Regions from separate parts of the Sus scrofa genome. Here region 2 is linked to region 1. The links are chromatin contacts, called in public promoter capture Hi-C maps. All regions are on one chromosome and are shown on one strand. The core of a region is the stretch at or near the end of the contact, and the rest is flanking DNA. Distances in the headings are between cores, read along the strand shown. Region 1 holds the start of N6AMT1 (hemK methyltransferase family member 2). Region 2 holds the start of CCT8 (T-complex protein 1 subunit theta).

What was found. Promoter capture Hi-C pulls out the DNA fragments that hold promoters and counts their contacts.
Region 2: a contact with region 1 is called in a promoter capture Hi-C map of liver, with 2.9 times the contacts expected there. The contact joins the promoter of CCT8 here to the promoter of N6AMT1 in region 1. A contact is called at or near these places in 1 of 5 promoter capture datasets (liver) and 2 of 2 datasets of contacts at active chromatin or transcription factors (alveolar macrophages and skeletal muscle).

Annotation. Positions count from the first base shown.
Region 1 is chr13:192,245,744-192,252,531 of Sscrofa11.1, reverse strand. N6AMT1 (hemK methyltransferase family member 2) reads right to left here and starts at 4,021. Exons shown (of 6, transcript XM_021070868.1): 1 at 3,149-4,021; 2 at 3,043-3,045; 3 at 561-645. The coding sequence starts at 3,461.
Region 2 is chr13:192,419,706-192,426,493 of Sscrofa11.1, reverse strand. It overlaps CCT8 (T-complex protein 1 subunit theta), which reads left to right and starts at 3,028. Exons shown (of 16, transcript XM_003358899.4): 1 at 3,028-3,185; 2 at 5,666-5,756. The coding sequence starts at 3,126.

The DNA.
Region 1 (6,788 bases), core at 2,772-5,271:
TCCAATGAAGGAATACTACATAGCTACCAAAAACGAATATTAAAAGGATAATGCTTCTGATACAATATGAAATGAAAAAGAGGAAATTTAAAAAAGTGAAGGAAATACACTTGGACTACCTGTGGTAAAATTTATAGGTGAATAAAGAAAATTTATTTTCTTCTTTATATTTCTATATTCTCAAATATTCTAAAAAGAAATTTTAGGAGTTCCTGTCGTGGCGCAGTGGTTAACGAATCCAACTAGGAACCACGAGGTTGCGGGTTCGATCCCTGTCCTTACTCAGTGGGTTAAGGATCTGGCATTGCCGTGAGCTGTGGTGTGGGTCACAGACACGGCTTGGATCTGGCGTTGCTGTGGCTGTGGCATAGGCTGGCCGCTACAGCTCTGATTAGACCCCTAGCCTGGGAACCTCCATATGCTGCGGGTGCGGTCCTAGAAAAGGCAGAAAGACAAAAAAAAAAAAAAAAAAAATAAATTAGTAATTTCCAATTTTTTTATAAAGAATTACATATTCAAGTTTAGAGATGATATGGATGACTTTGGATACTTATACTTACATGTACAAAGCCTGAGGACCTATCACAGAGGCTAGGAACGCAGATACCACTCCAGACCCTGACCCTACTTCAAGGCATATTTCCACTCTAAAAAACCAAAATAGAGTAAGTATTATACAGTTGTATTAAAATATACATAAGAGAAAACAAAGCATGCTGCTTTTAATGTGGATTCTCTAGCATCCTTCACCTGCAACATGTATAGAAGTATAAAAAATTTATAAATAAGCTAATTCTGATAACCACTTTTTGCTTCTTTAATATCGCAGAGCTCAAAACTTAAAATTTTGTAATTTAAGCCTGTAAAATAGTAATATAATAGTTTTCAATTTTTCTATAAAACATTACATAAAAAACTATAGAACATTAATTAAGGATTGGAAATATTAATATGGAAGACATCAGCCCTTCTCACAAGGAGCTCCAAACTTGGTATTTCCTAAAATGCTAGGGTTAGTACTATTAAAATTCACATATGAACAATTATTTTCTTTATCATTTTAAAGTAATTCAGGAGCTCCTGGGAGTTCCCGTCTCAGCGTAGCGAACCAAATCCGACTAGGAACCATGAGGTTGTAGGTTCAGTCCCTGGCCTCGCTCAGTGGGTTAAGGATCTGGCATTGCTGTGGTTGTGGTGTAGGCCAGCAGCCACAGCTCCAATTGGACCCCTAGCCTGGGAACCTCCATATGCCATGGCTGTGGCCCTAAAAAGACAAAAAAAAAAAAAAAATCATAAAGTAATTCAGGAGCTCCTGTTGTGGTGCAACAGAAACGAATCTGACTAGTATCCATGATGATTTGGGGTTCGATCCCTGGCCTTGGTTGGTGGGTTGGGGATCCTGCGTTGCTATGAGCTGTGGTGTAGGTCGCAGATGCTGCTTGAATCCTGAGTTGTTGTGCCTGTGGTGTAGGCTGGCAGCTGCAGCTGTAGCTCCAATTCAACACCTGGCCTGGGAACTTCCAAATGCCACAAATGTGGCCCTGAAAAGCAATATAAATAAATAAATAAACCCAAAAAACTGAAGTAATCATAAATCCATCAGCATATCCCAGAGAAAGCAAAGTTCCCCCATTCTACTAATAAACAGACTTAGGCAAAGAAGTTCCAAATTTGTATACCTCTTCACTAAATTGGGAAATATCCAAGTATCTGATCTTAGAATGTTAATAATATTCTTAAGAGTGCTCTTGAATATAGTAAATTCTGGATTTACTGTATTTGTCCTTGCCTATAATCTTATATATCCATCAAAGGCCCCATTATCCCCATTACAGAAAAAGGCTGGATGGGACTTAGGGGCCTCTCTAGCACTACCTTCCCCAACAACTCTCAAAAACAACAAACTCTAGGGGTTTCTAACTTTTGGAACCATTCCATATCAGACAAGCCTTTATTGTGCTGGAGGAAGTCTTTTGAATCCTACCAGGCGGCTTCTATTTGAAAATAACTATCATGCCCTCATAAACAATTAGAATTCCAAGATCAGAAATATCCAAGGCTTTAAAACAAAATCAACTCCTTTTACAGCATACTTTGCAAGGCAATTTGTGCTTGTAAATCTTTCTGGGGTATCTTGAGAATAAAAGACAAGTTATAAAACAAAAACAGTACTGTTCCATTCTATATTCCAGTATGTCCAAAAGTTCTACTATTTCTAATGAAAAACTAGTTTAATAAGGGCTGGGGCATTTTATATATGGAAAAATCTGACCAACAGAAACAAATATAATACGGATTTTGGAAGATGACAGCTCAGTTTCATCCTGAGAAAACCCATTTCAAGTTTTGATCTCCAAATCAATTACCCAAATGTCTTTCATTGAAAAAAAAAAAAAGGACAATGTAGATATTCACTCTTTTCATATTAATTTATAATTTACACTGAGTACTTAAAAAAGTCAATTTTAATACTTTACTGGGTGTTCGGGTAAATTCTATAGGCGGCTACCTGCATTTTACTTTACATTTTTTTACAATTAAATGAAAAATTCAGTACTAGTCTCACTTCAGGAGCTACATGTGGCTAAGGGCTGGTGCCACACAGCTGAGTATGCTATTCAGTGGGCTTAAATACACTCCCCTACACACCCTCGCCAATACTTCACACCCTCGTTTCATTTTCTGCACCCCTCCACTGCTAGAGGATGCTTTTAAGCACCGAGTAAATTAAACAGTGCCACGCAGCATAGATACTTCCTAAAAATTGATATTTACTAAAAATGTCCTAACAATTTTTTCAAGCAGTGCTTTCGGAAAGTTTTGTTTTTGAATGTGTCACAATACCGCTCCTCGTAGGGGGACATACCCTCCAGACTAACAGCTGAAAGGTAAAAATACATCCTGGCGTGGTAAGGAAGCACGGGGCCTCCGGGAACCAAGACATCACCTTGGCAAAAGCGGATAGATGCTTGCCACACTGCTTACGTCTCTCTACGGGAAAATCCTCAGGTACGGTGTGCTGGTCGCCAAGCGGGCCGACACCGCCTCCTCCCGGGGAGGGCGGCGACAGTCCTTGCCTTGGTCCTCCGCCGCCGCCTCGCCAGGACTCCCTCGCCCTCTCCCGCGGGGACCCTCGCCCTCCTCGCACCCTGAGAATTCGGCCCCGCCGCCTCAAGAGCGTCCAGCAGCAGAAACGTGTCCTCCGCGGGCTCGTACACGTCGCTGAAGACGCCACGACCCACATGCCCGTACTCCGGCGTGGGGAAGCTCGGGGCCGGGCCGCCATATTCTCGCTTCCTCCTCACGCGCAAGCGCCAGAAGTGCGCATGCGTACGTGCAAAGGCGCCAGCCCGCCGGTGGAGGCGGGGCACCGGGGCGGAGAGTCGCTTAGCTCGCAGGTTGTTAGTAGCTGCTGTCGGAAATTTTAAGTAGAAAGTTGCATACTCTGCAACTACAGACATTTGCTTTCTTCTTTAGAATATTAAAACTTACTTTATTTTATGGAGCACGTAGAGGCATCTTCTATTGTTTTTGGTTAAGGGGAATGTTTTATCCCCCTCCTTATTCAGCATCTACACATTTTCTATTCCTAGTTTGCAAAGATTTGAAAAAAAAAAACATGATGGAATGGTTACTAAATTTTACCTTTTATTTCTCCTACATCAGTTGAACTGTCAACTTTCAGCCTTAAGATTAAGAATTTTTTCCTTTATTTCATTTTTCAGTGTCGTATGTTACAAAAAGTGCCTGTTGACTGGTGAATTTTATAAACCTCACTCAAGCAAGATTGATATATTTTTCTTTTAATGCACTGCTGTATTTGGAATGGTAATGGTCTAGCTCTGTTTCTTATCAGGGTTATGCTATCCTTTGGTCATTGTTTCTGGAACATATGGTAGAACTACCTATGATATTGATTTGGCTTCGTGCTTCTCTGATGTTTTGGGGCATACCCTATACGTTATTAGACTATTCAGATATTTGCATTCTTTTTAAGTCAATTTTTGAAATTTGTGAATAAAATTTGCTCAGTGGGTTAAGGATCCGGCGTTGACGTGAGCTGTGGTGTAGGTTGCAGACGCAGCTCGGATCCCGTGTTGCTGTGGCTCTGGCGTAGGCCTGCGGCTACAGCTCCGAGTAGACCCCTAGCCTGGGAATCTCCATATGCCGAGGTAGTGGCCTTAGAAAAGACAAAAAAAAAAAAAAAAAAAAAAAAAATTCTGTCTGGAATGACCAATATCAATTGGTAAGCATTTAGTTTTTTCCACGTTTTCACTATTATGAAAAATACTGTAATTGGCTTCCTTAAACATGACTTTTTCTAGCTTTTACAGTAATCTCCTGGGATTCAGCCCAGAATGGGTCAACAGTGTTGTAATGTATACACATTTTTTTTCATTTTTATAATTACAGTTATTTGAAATATTGTGCCAATTTCTGCTGTACAGCAAAGTGATCCAGCCATAGATACATACGCATTCCTTTTCTCATACTATCTTCCATCATGCTCTGTCCCAGGAGATTGGATGCAGTTCCCTGTACCATACAGTGGGACCTCATTGCCTATCCATTCGAAATGTAATAGTTCACATCTACTAACTCCAAACCTCCAGTCCATCCCACTCCCTCCCCCTTCCCCTTGGCAACCACAAATCTGTTCTCTATGTCTATGAGTTGTTTCTGCTTTGTAGATAGGTTCATTTGTGTCATATTTTGGATTGGTATTTGTCTTTCTCTTTCTGACTTACTTAACATGATAATCTCTAGTTGCAACTATGTTGCTGCAAATGGCCTTATGTTGTTCTTTTTTTCTTTTTAAGGCCACACGCATGGAATATGGAAATTCCCAGGCCACAGAGACAACGGGTTGGGTCCTTAGCCCACTGAGCCACATCAGGAACTGCAGGTCTTTTTATTTTTATTCCTTCCATCTGTCTTAGATTGGACTACCTGAAACAGACTCGATGTGGAGGTATGTGTATGGGAAGTTTATTGCCAAAATTCTCTAAGAAACAATATCTGTGAGGGAGAGAGAAGCAGGGTAGAGCAAAGGGAGAAGCTGAGCCATGATGCAGTTGCAACCAAGGCCTCAGCTGTCCTTACATGGAACTTCAAGTAAGAGGACCTGTGTGCCTTTGAAGAGAGGATGTAAACTTGGGCAAGCATTTCTTTTTCCTGAAGACAGTTCCTGGGAAGAGACTTGGCTGAGAACTGTCGGCAGCCAACAGGGGGTAGGTTGAGTGCCTTGGTCCATAAAGAGGAATCTGGGTGGCTCACTACAGCGCCCCCTACACCATCTTATCATATCATCTCTTTAATTGAACATATTACTGAATTACTGAGGCTGCAACCCTCAAAACTACACTTTATTTTATTCTTTTGGAGTGGCAGTAAAGCCATTTTATTTATTTATTTGTATTACATTTTTTAAGAATTTTGGGTGATTTATAATGTTGTGCCAATTCCTGCTGTACAGCAAAGTGACCCAATCATACATATATACATATATATATGTCTATATGCCAAGACCAGCTGAGCAGGATGGGGCTGAAGAACGGGTGCTGTGAAACTTAAGGAGTAAAGTTAACATAAAACAAGACACAGAGACATTTATTTTAAGTAAAAGTGGGAACCAGGGGACACAAGGTCTCAGGGACCAAAAGCCCCACCTCAAGAAACCACACCGCTTTTATTGTTCTCAAGTGAGGAGGGGCCATGGGTAGAGAATATAGGGTTTACTATTTTATAAGTTCTTTTATTACTTTAAAAGCCATTTAGCTGGTAAAAGGTTAAGCTTTTACTCTGACCTTTAGGCACATAATAATCATTAGCATTTGAGTTAGCTATGCATAGCATTCCAGAGAATCCTCTCTGTGCTTCCACAAAGAGCATGCCTAATTGCAGCAACCCTGCATGCCTAGGCTTGCACCTTGGTTCTCTTTGCTAATGCATGTTCTGCTAACAACCGCTCCTAAACCACTTGGCCTTGAGGTTCACTCTTTCTCTTATTCCTTAGAGGATATATCATGCTTGTGCAAACAGCGTGCCAATCTGCACAGGTCTGGTGTGCCTAGACCAACACATTATGTCCTCATTCAGCTGACCCTATGAATAGCTTATGCCTTTAGGTCTTTGTTCTTAAGCTTAAGTCATTTAGCAGCACTGTGACTGTTTTTCAAGCAGGAAGATGGGATAAAGTAAAGCAGGAAGACGGGATAGAGTAAAGCAGGACAAGATGGAGTTTTCAGCAAAGAGGGTTAAAAAAATATTGTAGAAACATGTCTCGTGACGTCTATATATATGTATGGCCTATCCCAAGAGACCGGACATGGTTCCCTGTGCTATGCAGTAGGAACTCAATGCTTATCCGTCCATTCTTTCTTTTTTTTTTTCTTTAGGGCCACACCCATGATATATGGAGCTTCCCAGGCTAAGGGTAGAATCAGAGCTGCAGCTGCCAGCCTATGCCACAAACATAGAAACACCAGATCTGAGCTGCGTCTGTGACCTCCTCCAGCTCATGGCAACACGGGATTCTTAACCCATTGAGTGAGGCCTGGGATCAAACCTGCATCCCTCATGGATACTAGTCAGATTCATTTCCACTGAGCCATGATGGGAACTCCTCTGAAGGTAATAGTTTTCATCTACCAACCCCAAACTCTCCATGCATCCCACTCCCTCCCCTTCCCTCTTGGCAAATACAAGTCTGTTCTTTATGTCTGTGAGTCTGTTTCTGTTTTGTAGATAGGTTCATTTGTGCCATATTTTAGCTTCCACATATAAGA
Region 2 (6,788 bases), core at 1,779-4,278, 170 kb before region 1:
GACATGGCTCAGATCCCAATTTGCTGTGGCTGTGGTGTAGGCTGGCAGCTGCAGCTCTTATTTGACCCTTAGCCTAGGAACTTCCATATGCCATAGATTCGGCCCTAAAAAGACAAAAAAAAAAAAAAAAAAAAGTAGGATGCGACCCTGAAGCAGGACTTCCCAAAGTGGCACAATGGGATTGGCAGTCTCCTGAGTGCTGGAATGCAGGTTAGATCCACAGCCCAGTGCAGTGGGTTAAGGATTCCGTGTTGTTGCAGCCACAGCTTAGATTGCAGCTATGGCTCAGATTTGACCTCTGGCCTGGGAACTCCACGTGGCACAGGGCAGCAAAAAATAAGTAAATAAATAAAATGAGACCATGAAGCAGAAGAGGTAAAGCAGACAGAATGAACTATTCAGAGAAGAAGGTCAAGAGGGCAGATACATGTGCTGTAAGCAGGGACCAGAACCTAGGCCTTGAAGTCACACTGAGGATTCCTGCTTATTTTCTATTCTGGGCAAAGGATTTGACCTGCTCTTTGCATTCAGTGGAAATTTTGCCCTTGATATTTGATTCCATAATTATGAATACACCATTTAACCCAAATAATAGAAAAATCAATGAATTTTTATCTAAATAGCATTCTTCTTAATTAGATCAATATAACCCTTGACAAATTACCAAATAGAAAATTTTGATTTCAATCCTGTCCATTTCCTTAATTTACTAAAATTAATTAAGATCAATTTTTATTACAAACTTTCCATGAAAACATGACTCATCAATACTTTTACCCTCGAGCTCTCTTCCAGTGTCCTTATCAAGATTTGATGACTTAGGAGTTCCCCTGGTGACTCAGTGGTTAACGAACCCAACTAGGATCCATGAGGACTTGGGTTCGAACCCTGGTCTCGCTCAGTGGGTTAAGGATCTGGCATTGCCAGGAGCTGTGGTGTAGGTTGCAGATGCAGCTCGGATCCTGCATTGCTGTGGCTGTGGTGTAGCCCAGCAGCCGTGGCTCTAATTCAACCCCTAGCCTGGGAACTTTCATATGCCCCAGCGAGCCGCCCTTAAAAGAAAAAATAAAACAAAACAAGATTTGACGCCTTAGTCATTTTGATTAAAATTTCATCATGTCATTTTTAACCCCTTTCAGGTTGTGTGTGTGTGTGTTGGTTATGTTTATCAGCAATGCTCTCTTTGAGTTAGACAAATGAGTTTTTATTTCTTAGGGAATCCGTAAGAAAAATCTCAGGATGTCCCTAAACAATACTGAGAATTGCTAAACTCTTATGTTTTCCAACAGGTAGTTCACATAGCATTTGATTTGAGTGACGTGGCAAGTTTTGGGTTTTTTGGTTTGTTTTTGTTTTTGTTTAGCTGCACCTGGGGCATGTGTAAGTTCCAGGACCAAGGATCCAGTTGGTGCCACAGCAGGGACCCAAGCTACTGCAGTGATAATGCCCTGGATCCTTAACCCACTGCACCACAGGAGAACCTTAAAAGTATTTTTTAGTACATATGTATTTTCGGTGTTCATTAGAAAAAGTTATAATGAATACACTTGACACATGATTACTCCTTAAAGTACACTAAATTTGTCCCAATTTAAGGGAAATAAGTCATTCGCAAGTGTTCAAGCAAAGAACAAAAGTCCAGCCAAAGTTCTGCTCCACTTTTTTTTTTTTTTTGTATTTTCAGCAAAAGAGTGGATTACTTTCACATTCTATTACCATTTAATTTTTTTTAAATCAGCCATGTGTTGACGTAGTTAGACAGAGAGGTTAGGTTTTAAAGGATTCTGTGAGAGTAAAAGGGATTTATATTTCCAAGAAAAAGCAAGAAAGAGTAATGTAGTTGGTTAACAATGTGCATATTGCAATCAACTTGATCTGGGTAGGAATCCTAGCATTAGCATTACTAGTGCTGTGATCTTGCACAAATCGTCCTTTGTAAACTGCAAATTCCCCTTCTATCAAACGGAAATAAAAGGAGTTCCCGTCGTGGCTCAGCAGAAACAAATCTGACTAGCGTCCATGAGGAGGCAGGTTCGAATCCTAGCCCCGCTCAGTGGGTTAAGCATCCCTGATTTTCCACAGACACGGCTTGGATCTGGCGTTGCTGCGGCTGTGGTGTAGGTCAGCAGCTGTAGCTCGGATTCCACCCCTAGCCCCAGGTGAGGCCCTAAAAGATAAAAGAAAAAACAAACAAACAAACAAAAAAACCACCAAAAAACGGAAGTTCCTGTTGTGGCACAGTGGAAACGAATCCGACTGGGAACCATGAGGTTGCAGGCTTGATCCCCGGCCTTGCTCAGTCGGTTAAGAATCCCGTGTTGCCAGAAGCGGTGGTGTAGGTCACAGACGCAGCTCTGATCCCAATGCTGTGGCTGTGGCATAGGCCGGCAGCTGTAGCCCCAGTTGGAGCCCTAGCCTGGGGAACCTCCATATGCCAGCGGGTGCGGCCCTAAAAAGCAAAAACAAACAAAACCTAAAAGCCAAACAAAAAACAGAAATAAGAATTACCTTGTAAGATTAACCATTAGCTAAGATACTGCGTGTAAAGCAAATAGCACAGAGCCTGCAGCATAGGAGTAATCAGTATGCAGCTGTCCTTAGAGGTTTTATTTACCAATTTCAAGTCCCCAGAGCTTATACAGCAGGGAACACGCTTAACGGTAGATTCTGAGGTGCTCTGCCTCAGAAAAAAGAAAAGGGCACACCTGCCCTGATGTTGTAGGAAGGTCTGGAAGGTTACAAGGAAGACAATTTTGTAAAGGCACGGCTTGCAGGTACGAACTGATAAAACTCAAACATCCCAGGCAGCAGCCTACGGAAGGAAAAACCCGAGCGAGCCACAGCTGTCCGGCAACCTGCGCGTGCGACGGCCGGAAGGTGGAGAGCTCACGCCCCCGGCCCGCCCATCAATCGACCTGATCGAGGATCCTCATTTCAGTCTGGCTACGCGAACTGCTCCTTCTCGCGATGCTTCACTACAGGCGACTCGGGAAGGGGCGGCCCGGCTGGAGAGAAAGGCGGAGCGTGAGGCCGCCGCACGCTGCGTTCCCAGGAGGCTGTGCGCGCCCCTCACTTCCTCCGGGATCTTCTGAGCGGGCGCGTGAATAGCTACCTGCCGTCTGGCCATGGCGCTTCACGTCCCCAAGGCTCCGGGCTTTGCCCAGATGCTCAAAGAAGGAGCGAAGGTAAGAAAAGGAGGAAGGGGGAGTGAGGTGGGAGAGTCGGCACAGGGCTGCGGCGGTCGTGGCGAAGGAGAAAGGCCTACTAACGGGCCGGGCATGCTTCCACGACACGGCGGTCGGAGGGAGAGAAGATTCCAGAAAGGGAGGTGTTCTTGGGAGGGCTCGGCCGCGGAGGCCCGCAGGAATTTCGGTTCTTTACCGACCCCTGGAAGGGTCGAGGGGGCAGAGGCGGCGAGTGGGGGACGAGGCCGCAGGCTTCGCGTTTTATATTTCGCGTTTTATAGCGGGTCAGGCGTGACGTCCGCCCCGTGCGTTTTTTTATCCTTCGGTAAAACGGCGATGATGAGGCGCTCCTTTAGAACGTGAAGCTGGTGAAATTGCTTTGGAACGGCGAAACCGCTTGACACAGTTGAAGGAGTGGGTGGTGCAGAGGGGAGGACAGTCTTGATAGCTTTCTTCCAAATGAGAGCAGAGGGCTCCCCATTTAGTTCGCAGAAGTAGTGCATTATAGTAGGATAAACATTAATTACAATCCGAGTGATTTGTGGCCCCAGCTTAGGTTAGCTAGCTCAGTGTAAAACATCCTTTTGGGTCTTGCTTTCCTCATACATATAAAATTGAGACTGGACGAAAGGAGTTGTAACCTAAAAGGTTTAAGTGACTCCCTGGCCTATGTAAAACTACTTTGTTATGGTGAGGTCTTGGACGTAATTTCAAAAGCATAGTCTTTTAAAAACATCTTAAAGCACTGAATAAATGTATCTCTTGTGTTCAAAAAGTAATGTTCCTTCATTTGTCCCCCAATTTTTTGTATTTAATTGAAGGAACATAGATGAGTGTGGTTCCACTTAACCCTAACCGTTTTAGGGAACTGGGTTCTTGTTGGCAGGATGCACTTTTGGGATAATGTGAACATCAAGTAAGTATCAAGGTCTAATGTAAATATTGCTGAAAGAGCTTTTCTGAAAACAACATTGCTCACTTTTTAAAAGGCTGAAAATTTTCAGTTTTTATTCTTCTGAGGCAGAAATAATAAATGAGCAACTAAACAAGGATAATTTCAAATAGTGATAAAGGAAATAGGAAAGTCTGCTTCTAAAAATAAAGGAAGCATCAGGGAGATCAATTAAAAAAGATATTCAGGCAAGAACTCTCAACTAAGTGCTTAGTGGTGGACAGAACCAGCCAAGATTAAAGGCAGAAGTGTTCCAGGCTGGGGGACCACTAAGTACAAAGACCCAAAAGATGGAATGATTTTTACCTTTCAAAACAAAATAAGAAAGGTGAGGGGGCTGAAGCTTATGGAGGAAAGGCAGGAATGGTAAGAGATGAATTTAGAAGAGCTGTGGGCAAGGGTTAGAATGTATAGAGCTTTGTGGCCCTGACAAGGAATTTACATTTTATGCTAAGAGTGATGGGAAGTCATCGAAGGGTTTGAGAGGATCTGCTTTATAATGACATGATTGTTCCTCAGAAAATGGGCATAAGGAGAAAAACAAGAGTGTAAGGCAGGAGATCAGATTAAGTGCTATTTTAAGTCTACCTGTGTCCCTGAAGACAGACAGATCTAAAGTAGTGGTTATTAATCTTATTTGGATCCTAGTTCCCTTTATGAGTGTTGCAAAAGCCATGCTCTGTACTATGGAATATACACATTATCTAGGTGTGATGATGGAAATGTTCTGTATCAGCACTGTCCAGTGTGGCATCCACTAGCCACATGTAGCTACTGGGCACTTGAATTGTGCCTAGTGCAATTGAGGGGCTGAAATTTTAAGTACTTTAAATATGCACTTGCAGCTAGTGGTTATTACATAGGGCAAAACAGCTCTATAAAAATATTCGTGAGAACAGTAGGCTCTTTAAATTTATCTGAAACCACAAGCAAATCCCAAGTCTAAAATAAGTCCCTTGTAAAACTTGAGAATTTTAGTACTATGAGCAGTTTGGCAGTTTTCAATGTGTACGCATTGGAATTGTGTTGCATTTCAAAAGCGTGTTCAAAATCTGTGTGCTTTAGTTCCTAAACATTAACGAGGCAGAAATGCTAACTCCCAGTGAACATAGAACTGCTGGTTTTATGGTGCTTGGGTTCTAACACCATAAATATTCATACCACATTTCAGCTTTTACAAAGTACTGATAAAAAGGTATTTTTACCTGAAATAGTTCGTATGCATTCTGTAATGACTCTTAGCTCTCTTCCCTGCACTTTTCACAATTTAAGATTACAGGCTTTTGTTCTGATGTAAGGAGGTGGGTGTCTGTAGTCCCTAAAAAGTCATGCTTTTATTCATTCATTTAGCTAGTGGGCGAATTCATGGCTCATTTGTGAATACCAAGCCCCATATTTAACATATATAAATCTTGCTTGATAATCTCCACAATCCTCTGAGACAGGTACAGTTATATTACCCCCATTTTACAGGTGAAGAAAGTGTTGAGTTTTACTGTCCTGTAAAATCAGAAGTTTTCTTTTACAGCATTTTTCAGGTTTAGAAGAGGCTGTCTACAGGAACATACAGGCTTGCAAGGAGCTTGCCCAAACGACTCGTACAGCATATGGACCAAATGGTAATTTCTTTCTTTCTTTCTTTCTTTTTTTTTTTTTTTTTGTCTTTTTGCCATTTCTTGGGCCGCTCTCGTGGCATATGGAGGTTCCCAGGCTAGGGGTCAAATCAGAGCTGTAGCCACCAGCCTACACCACAGCCACAGCAACGCGGGATCCAAGCCGCTTCTGCAACCTACACCACACAGCTCACGGCAACGCCGGATCCTTAACCCACTGAACAAGGCCAGGGATCGAACCCGCAACCTCACGGTTCCTAACCACTGGATTCATTAACCACTGAGCCATGATGGCAACTCCCCAAATGGTAATTTCTAAATTCATGTTTTAAAAGATACAGTAATAGAATTTTGTGTACTGGTTCTTTGAAATTAGTTTTGAAGACATTACATGTGAATTGATATTTTTAGCCATAATACAGTGTTACTTTGAAAATTAGTTCATAGTTCAGTGACACCAGTACACTATATCTAATCTGTAACTAGCAATTCAGGTCTTTTTAGAAAAGTAGGAATCAAAATGTTACTTTTTGTCCTATTGAGAGGATAGAAAAGTTAAGGCCCTTTCACCATGGAGATAGTACTTAGTGTTCTACATTGTCACAGATGTGGTTATAGTTTTATATAAAGTGACATCATAATTTAAGGGACTTATGGGACATTTCCATCCCAAAAAACTCTATTGGACAAGGACTGATAGAGGAAATTGGGCAAGCCCAATGGAAGAAAACCACATCTTTCTGGACCCCCATGTTGGTAACCCCCATCTTTAAGGGATAAAAATCCCTATAGGACAGTAGAGAGGGGGACACGTCTTCCCCTTCCCAGCTGTCCTGGGAGCTGTTTGCTTTCCTGTAATGAAGACTTTGCTTGCTTGCCGAAAAAAATAATAATTTAAGGGAGAAGTATTCTCTCTTGCCTCTTACCATCAACTGAATTAACTGATACAAATTTATGGAGTAAGCAAAAAAGTTAACGTACTTTTAAGTAGATTGCATCAGTCTTTGTACATGTTAACGTAATTTGTATTTATTGAAC